Regions from separate parts of the Mus musculus genome. Here regions 1 and 3 are each linked to region 2. Evidence: chromatin contacts called from public ChIA-PET and Hi-C data. All regions are on one chromosome and are shown on one strand. Each heading gives the region's core, a stretch centred on a gene start, on an enhancer-like site or on the middle of the called end of the contact. The rest is flanking DNA. Distances are from core to core; before and after follow the strand shown. Region 1 overlaps Scfd2 (Sec1 family domain containing 2). Region 2 holds the start of Scfd2 (Sec1 family domain containing 2). Region 3 overlaps Scfd2 (Sec1 family domain containing 2).

The links. A called contact is a pair of places that touch in the nucleus more often than the background predicts. ChIA-PET counts read pairs in DNA pulled down with a chosen protein or histone mark.
Region 1: a contact with region 2 is called in an RNA polymerase II ChIA-PET map of memory CD8 T cells, with 542 read pairs. The contact joins the enhancer-like site here to the promoter of Scfd2 in region 2. A contact is called at or near these places in 9 of 484 Hi-C or Micro-C datasets (CD4 T cells, CD8 T cells, LSK cells and 3 more), 4 of 115 datasets of contacts at active chromatin or transcription factors (the SCID.adh cell line, bone marrow-derived macrophages, effector CD8 T cells and 1 more) and 2 of 9 other capture datasets (adipose tissue and pancreatic islet).
Region 3: a Hi-C map of uterus shows a contact between it and region 2, with 3 times the contacts expected there. The contact joins the enhancer-like site here to the promoter of Scfd2 in region 2. A contact is called at or near these places in 10 of 39 promoter capture datasets (the 3T3-L1 cell line, 3T3-L1-derived adipocytes, the HPC-7 cell line and 6 more), 1 of 15 datasets of contacts at CTCF or cohesin (the NIH/3T3 cell line), 29 of 484 Hi-C or Micro-C datasets (the 3T3-L1 cell line, the C2C12 cell line, CD8 T cells and 16 more), 8 of 115 datasets of contacts at active chromatin or transcription factors (the NIH/3T3 cell line, the SCID.adh cell line, astrocytes and 4 more) and 4 of 9 other capture datasets (adipose tissue, embryonic tail, embryonic trunk and 1 more).

The regions. Positions count from the first base shown.
Region 1 is chr5:74,402,790-74,405,489 of GRCm38.p6, reverse strand. All of the region lies in intron 4 of Scfd2 (Sec1 family domain containing 2), which reads left to right. Among named protein-coding and RNA genes, the nearest start is that of Gm32064, 88 kb to the right of the region's middle. Within about 2 kb of position 1,314, at least 66 of the 459 cell types and tissues checked have an H3K27ac peak or open chromatin away from gene starts, as enhancers often do. A contact at or near this core is called in CD8 T cells, LSK cells, the SCID.adh cell line and 3 more, where this site is marked.
Region 2 is chr5:74,530,309-74,533,008 of GRCm38.p6, reverse strand. It overlaps Scfd2 (Sec1 family domain containing 2), which reads left to right and starts at 1,267. Exons shown (of 9, transcript NM_001114660.2): 1 at 1,267-2,227. The coding sequence starts at 1,390.
Region 3 is chr5:74,431,873-74,434,572 of GRCm38.p6, reverse strand. All of the region lies in intron 4 of Scfd2 (Sec1 family domain containing 2), which reads left to right. Among named protein-coding and RNA genes, the nearest start is that of Scfd2, 99 kb to the left of the region's middle. Within about 2 kb of position 1,367, at least 60 of the 459 cell types and tissues checked have an H3K27ac peak or open chromatin away from gene starts, as enhancers often do. A contact at or near this core is called in 3T3-L1-derived adipocytes, the NIH/3T3 cell line, adipose tissue and 6 more, where this site is marked.

The DNA of each region.
Region 1 (2,700 bases), core at 65-2,564, 130 kb after region 2:
TGTTCTTTCTCAGCGAGAGCTCCATGCTCTAATGTGGAGCTTCTCATTTTCTACCTTACAGACTGCTTGCGTTAATGCCCTCTTGTCTCTGTAGCAAAGGACCTCAAACTTCGAAACACACATGTAACACTTTATCATTCTGTAGAACTTACTGAATTAGCATTAAGTGTTATGTGGGATGTCTTCTTCTCCAGAGACGTGAGAAGGATTTGTTTCCTTGTTCTTTCTGTTTCCAGGGCCTCTGTATTCATTGGCTTGTGCTTTCTCTCATCAGTCTTCAGGGACAGGACTGTTGCCTCTCTTTGTTACCTCATCAATGGGCATAGCTGGGAAAAGTGCCCACCTGTAAGAAAGCCTGGGATTAGGTTGGTCCTGCTCACATAACCCAGGATCATTGCCTCATCTCAACAGCTGCAGCGTTAGCGCTTGACCTTACACTGCCCCCCATGGGCTCGTGTTGTTCACGAGACCTCAGCTTATAGTGGTATTTTTTTTCCATTTTTTATTAGGTATTTAGCTCATTTACATTTCCAATGCTATACCAAAAGTCCCCCATACCCACCCACCCCCACTCCCCTACCCGCCCACTCCCCCTTTTTGGCCCTGGCGTTCCCCTGTTCTGGGGCATATAAAGTTTGCGTGTCCAATGGGCCTCTCTTTCCAGTGATGGCCGACTAGGCCATCTTTTGATACATATGCAGCTAGAGTCAAGAGCTCCGGGGTACTGGTTAGTTCATAATGTTGTTCCGCCTTATAGTGGTATTTTTAAGAAAGTAAACCTTTAACGACAGTGAGTGGGTTTTCAACCTGTGGGGTTATGACCCCTCTGGAGTTCAAATATCAGATATCCCACATATCATGTTTACCTTATGGTTTATAATAGTAGCAAAATTATAGTTATGAAGTAGCAACAGAAATAATTTTATGGTGGGGGGTATCTCTACAACATGACAAACTGTATTAACAGATCACACAATGTTGAGAGCCATTGCTCTCAGAGCTAGAGCCTGGTTTGCAGAAGTCACTAGGTGTGGACCCCTGAAGGTAATAGCTACCATGGGTTCTCACTGGCCTTTGTGGCTTCCTGTCTGCTGAGTGTGACTAGCCTGTAACACAAGTTTCCACTGTCACAGGGTGGTCTGTTTCTGCTGACACGCCTTCTCCAGTGTGATAAACAGAGATCCTTTAAAACCACAAGCTAAAAGGGATGTTGACAACCTTGGGTTGCTTTTGTCGAGACGACACACAGAGTGGTTAGTGTGGAGAACTGGAGCCAGGAGAGCAGGTGCTGCTGGGATAAACTTGATCACGTGGGTCTATCGGGCCTTTGACCTGGCTTTTGGGGCCAGGAGGGAGGAGTTTGGAGGCATGGGAGTTACAGGAGCTTTCCAGAGTGCTATAACATTTTTATTTTCCTTTTGTTAAGGGGTGTGTGTGTGTGTGTGTGTGTGTGTGTGTGTGTGTGTGTTTGTGTGTGTGTGTGTGCCTGAGCAGGCCATAAGATGATACTGCATTCACTAAAACTGGAGTTACAGGTGGTTGTGAGCCATCTGATATGGGAGCTGGAAACCAAACTCGGATTTTCTGGAAGAACAGCACGTGCTCTTAAATCACAGAATAGTCTCTCCAGCCCGGGGGGGGGGGGGGGGAGCTTTTCTTAAGGGCTATTCTGAAGGGTGCCTGGAAGACCAGACTACCAATAAAAATGCAGAGCATAAGGAGGACTCATGAGGTTTCAGATAGAAGTAAAGACCCTGTTAAGAACTGGGCTTGAAGCTCTGTGACCTTCTGGCAAATCTGCCTATATTTTTCCCATGTCTTGAACATTTGAATAAAACCACATTGAAAAATAATGGACTAATCTATTTGGCAGATATAATTCTCAAAATATAATGTTCATGCTGTGGCATGGTTAATGTTTCCTACTTTTTGCCTGGCTTAACGCAAGAGTCCAGAGCAAAATCAGAACAGAGAACTTTGAAAGGCATGGACCGGGCAAGCAGTGGAACGTAGAGACAATTATAGTTGTGTTCAGGGTGGGCACAGGTGACGATGCAGCTGTACTTGTGAGGTGACTAGGAGGCCTTAGTCCATGGCAGTAAAGCACACACTTTGCACTGGGGAGTAAGAACTGTTTCTTAAAGGCAAGCCCTCACAGGTTGAAAGCCCAGGCTGCTGAGTGCCTGAGCATCTAGACCTGGGAAACTGTTTCTCTGGGAAGCCCTTGTCCCTTGGCAACCAGGCAGAAAAGCTCATGGTTTGACTCTGAAAGGCCCCATCGGACTTGTGCTTCAGACCGAAATCTTCAGCTTATGAGACTATTCTCATAGTGGAGGTATGGGGAGGCGAGGCCTCCTTAGCAGACATGGCTCACTAGGAACGAGTTTTCCTGGCCTGAGTTCCTCCTTTCTGTCTGCCACGATATGAACAGCCTTTGCCTCAGGCTGCTGCCAGGGATTGAGCTGCTCCTAATGTCTAGCTTTCTCAAACACTGAAATCTTTCTGCAACTGTAAGCTGAGATAAACTGTCCTCTTTTGTGCTGTTTCTAGAAGGTGTGTGATCGCAGAGATGAAAGTACGTCACAGTCTTCATCACATCTGGAAAGCCTCTGTACAGCCACAGACTGCAGGAAGTGGGGCATCATTCTGCCCTTCCTGCCGTCTTGGTAGGTGTACACAAAGCACTTACTGGAGGGGGGA
Region 2 (2,700 bases), core at 18-2,517:
TGTGTCACAACTAGATGAATGATGTTAGGTGAAGTAAGTTAATCACAATAAAGCAGATAGTACAGGGACCCAATTATAAGACCCACAGTGCCAATGCAAAGAGAACAGGATTAAAGTAGAGGCTGACAAATGCTGGGGGGGGGGTGCAGGGAGCTGAGGTTGAGGGTGGCAATTGTTATTTAAAGGGTATATAGTTTTGAAACTATTTTGATTTTGCAAAATAAAAAGTTCCAAAGATTGGTTGTACAGCAGCATGAATGTTTTTTAATGTTTCCGAACTGTACATTTTAAAATGACTAATGGTGGACATGGTGGCACACACGTTTAATCCAAGCACTAGGAAGGCAGAGGCAAGCAGATCTCTGTGAGTTTGCAACGAACCTGATCCACATCATGTGTTCCAGGACAGCTAGGGCTGCACAATGAGATCCTGTCCACACATACTCACACACACACACACACACACACTCACTCACACACACACAATTAGAACAGTAAATTACTAAATTTTTTTATCTCATGCATGTTTCCACAATTAAATAATAATAATAATAATAATAATAAAACAGGTTCTAAACTGAGATGTGTAGATCAGTATATCTATTCCTCAACCCAATTCTCATCTTAGTAGCTGTGAAATGGACCCCAAAGCCTTTTGACTGTGTGGAGACAGGATCTCTCTGTCTCTCTCTGTGTGTCTGTCTCTGTCTCTCTCTGTGTATGTGGTGTGTGTGTGTGTTGGGGATGGGTGATTGTGCGTTTTCCACAATTGGCACATGGAGGACAATTTTTCCGGGTCCTGTTTTTCTACATTGAGTCCGAAGGATCAAACTCAGGTCATACGACTTGTGTTGCAAGCGCTTTTAGCCTTATGAGCCATCTTGCTGGTCCCAAAAGGTATTTCACGAGGCTGGAGTGCACCAACGCAGAAGATAACCTACACAAGACCAACTATTACGTTGCAGTAGTTGTTTGGCTTCTCCAAGTTCAGATGGGGGAAGTACTTTGCTTCAGACCAGGTTTTATTATTCCCGAGAATTCTTAACCTGGAGGAAAAGGTGATGAGAGCTGACAAGGGAGGGACGAACAAAACCCATTTCAATTCTTTCCTAGAAAGCTGCTGCCTCCAGCTTTTCAGGGACTATCGACCCTGTAAGCACATTCCGTTCCTCCTTCAAGTGCAGACGTTCCTTCCGCCAGCCCGCGCGCCTGATCAGCCAATGAGCGCCTAAGACGTCATCACCGCGCGCGCGAACGCCGAGCGTCAGAGACAGGCCCACGTGTACTGTGTTGACTGTCAAAGTACTCAGTACCCGGAAGCCCTGCGTTCTGACCTGAGTTCCCGCCCGTACGCCGGTGAGACCCCTGGCCAGCTGGCGATACGGGATCATGAGCGCCGCGGGCATACTGGCCTTTGCCCAGCAAGGCTGGGAGCAGGTGCTGGCCAAAGTGAAGTGGTCCGTGGTCTACCTGGACGCTGCCTGCGCCGAGAGCCTGCACTGGAGCTGCGGATCCAGCCGGCTTCTGGAGGCGGTGAAGGGTCCTGCGTGTCACCTGCGGGAATTTGAACCCCAGGCCATTGGCGGGGGAGCCAAGCAGCCCCGGGCGGTTTTCGTTTTGAGCAGCCCGCTGAAAGGCCGGATCGTAGACACTCTACAGAGTATCATTTGCCGCAGTCACTTTCAGCACTGTGTGGTGGTCACAGCCGTGAGCCACGCAGTCCACCTCACTGCTAACCACGTACCGGCCGCTGCAGCGGCCGAGCTCGAGGGGCAGCAGCCGGTGTTCGAACAGCTGGAGGAGAAGCTCTGTGAGTGGATGGGCAACGAGAACTATACGGCCGAGGTGCTCCACGTCCCGTTGTTTCTCGCCCCTGTTGCCTCCCATCTCGCTTTTACTCCAGCCTTTGCTACCCTCTTCCCACTGCTACCTCAGGATGTCCACGCTCTTAACAGTGCCAGACCCGACAAGAGGAGGCTGAGCAGCTTGGGTGAGGTGGATGCCACTGCCCTAACCCCAGAGCTGCTGCTGTACATCAGATGCCTCGTGTCAGGCCTCAGTTCTCTGTGTGAACATCTAGGGGTACGAGAGGAGTGTTTCGCCGTGGGTCCCCTCAGTCGGGTCATCGCTACAGATCTGGCAAATTATGCCCCCGCCAAGAACAGGAAAAAGACTGCTACAGGCAGGGCTTCTGTGGTCTTTGTGGATAGAACTCTGGATCTCACAGGTAGGTGGCATTTCTGGGAGTTGTTCATCTTCACTCTCCTAGCTAGAGGATCTGTTCATTGATTCAGCATATGTGTTTATTGGCCTCATATTGAGGTTGGCAATATAAAGATGAACTAAAAGAACCAGCCCCTAATTTGACAGCATCTGGAGTTAAGTTTTGTCTAGTGGAGAGTGGACATAGATAAAGCACAATTTTATTTGTTAAATGCTGTAAGCGGGCAAATATGGCTTTAGTGTGCGTTGCTTTTGATAAAACAACCGGGCCTAGTCCAAGAGACTGGAAAAAATGAGATGACCTTGACATGGAGGGAATTGCCATCACCTGAGACTCTTAGACATTTCCAGATACCAGTTGTCTTAATTAGGGTGTCTATTGCTGTAATGAAACACCATGGCCAAAACCGACTTGTGGAGGATAGGGTTTATTTCCTTACACTTCCACACCATAGTCGATCATTGAAGGAAATCAGG
Region 3 (2,700 bases), core at 118-2,617, 99 kb after region 2:
AGCCCAGGTGTCAGTTTCCTCCTTCCGAGAGCCAGCCCAGCAGATGGAACAAAAGAGTTTATTTCTGGAAGATATGAAGACATTTTGTACTTGTAAATATTTTCTTACCCCATATTTTTAAAATTATCTAATTAGCATGGGTCACATTGACTTGTATTTTATAAACCAACTCTGCATTTCATTTTAGACCAAGGTTCATTCATTTTTTTTTTTTAGCCATCTCCCAATGTGATATTATATTTACAATAAAGAACATCTGGATATTTGCAGTTGGAGAAGTCTTCGTGCTTTTAAAATATGACATTGAACAAATAGTTCTCCATCAACGGCTAAACAGCAATCAGCCATGTCTCGGATATTTGGGTGGATTTGGTTTTGTTATTAAAAACATTTGTTTTTGTATCACTTAAAACATCTTAATATGGTATGTAGGTATGTAGGTGGTGAAAAAGCAGGTTATGCTACAAGGAAAAACTCTGAAATTTTGTAATAATTAGGGTAATAAGTCTAAATGAAGAATAATGGCTGGGTTTCCTTCGGTCTGGCCTTGATTCTTTCCAAGTGAGAGCACGGTGGTGCAACACTGCCCCCTACTGTATGTCTTTGCCCTGCCCTTTGAAGGAATCTCAAAAGAAAAAAATTGGAAGAAATCAACAGCTTGGGACAAACCTATCTTCTTACATTTGGTATTTTAAAAAGGTGTTGTAGAGAGTACTCAGCACAGACACTCAGAGGATTAGTAGACTCCTCGCTTCTGTGGTGCCGTTTACTTTCTTACGGGGCGTTGCTGAGGTAACAGATGACACGTTTTTGTTTTTCCCCTGATGGATGGTAGTGGAGGTTTGTGAATGTGCTTCTGTTTCAGTTAGCGCTTGTCTCAAGGAATGGTGCATCTTTGAAAAAAAACGCACAGGATCTCTTTGAGGCTGGAAAGAATAGGGCTTTTGTCCATTTTCATGATAGCTTCAGTATTTTTAATAACAGGACCAAACCTTGAGGTAAAATGTATCAATTTAACCAATCACATCTTGGAGCTCATCCAGGCTTAACTGTCTATAAACAACTTTGTCTTATTTTGTGTAATAGAACCCTTAAATTCATGTGCAAGAGTCTTTGGCACGGATAACATTTAAACTTTTTCATTTTGATGAAAAGTTGAATTCCTTCTTTTCCCTTTCTAAGGGTATTACTTTAACAACATTATTTTGATGACATGTCCTTTGCAAATGCATACTTTCGGACATTAAAAAACAAATCGAAAGCCACTTATCATATGAATCATTGTTAAAGTCAGCTGTAATCCGCTGTGTAAAATCTCCCTGTAAAGGCACACAGGCTAGGGGCTTAAACCTGGAGCACATTAAATTAGTTCCAGTCTCTGGCGAACTGGCTTTGCCTGCCTTGCTTAGGCAGGCAAACCGGAAACAGGCAGTTTATAACAAGAAGTCTGCCTCAGAAACCATGGGGTCTATTGGAGAAAGATTTATAGCCCCACTTATATAAACATTACAAATGTGGACTCCGAGTAGGAGGGGAACCGTTATCGAAATCTCCCGAAGAGCTTTTTCATTGTGAGTAAAATGGACAGCGTGCACTGTTGTTTGAAGACCCGCCAGCGTTTCCACAGCCGTCCTCTCCACTGCTCTGCCTGATTAAAATGGAGCATTGTGAAGACTAACCAGACCACCTACTTCTAATTTGTTTTCACAGTAAGACTGCATTGGCATCAAACCTGGAGCCAAAGAGACTCTGTGCCAAAGGAGAAAATTATCATTTTGGAGTTAAAGAAAAAGGAATATAATTACATGAAATCTAGGGGTAATGGAGTCTGGACTTCAGTTTATACCACTGCCTGAGTTTAAGTGATTTTTACATATAAACTCTTTCCTAGATATCGTGTTGTCTTTGAGATTGTAATAGAACCCAGATGAGGCTTGAAATATTTGGTCCCATAAAATGAGGAAGGCTGAAAGGAGAGATTAACATTTGAGATTAGAAAAGCTATTTATTTGATACTTCACATATGGCGAGCTGAGGTCTATGGGCTGCACGTCTGTGTTCTTCTCATTTAGCTTTATCTCATTTGTAATGTCTTGAAACTTTCCACATAAATACACTTTCTTTTGCCCAAATATCTCTAACAGGGCACTAAAATCAAATTCTCTCTTTTCTTTTGGGCTTGTTAATAGTAGCTACTGTCTTGTGGGTCCAATCCAGGTGGTGCTGAGTCCACTCTCCTTAGGATCTCTGCAGCATTCCTGGAAGATAGCGAGCACATCTGTTTTTAGCATTTTTAACTCAGTCCAAACATAAGGTTATTTGGAAAGCACCTTTAAAATAGGGGCTGCTGTAAGAAGGAACACAATGAAAGGTTGTGACTGATAAAACATGAAGCCAGGATCCTCAAGAAGAGAGTGGAGTTGAATGTCGTATGCAGCACACCCATAGAAAGGTCCCCATGTTTTCTTTGTCCATCAGGTCTGTTTTCTTTGATAGCAAGAAAAGCCACTCCTCTAATTTCAGCTGGTGAGCAGAAATGAAAAATCTGATCATGTGTCACATCAGAGAACAGGTGGACTCAAAGGGAGGTTCTGAGCAGTATCACACGACTAATACTAGTGATAATTTTACTGGGTATTATTTTAAATTTTTAAAATTATTTTTATTATAACATTCTCATTATTTTTGAGAATTTCATAT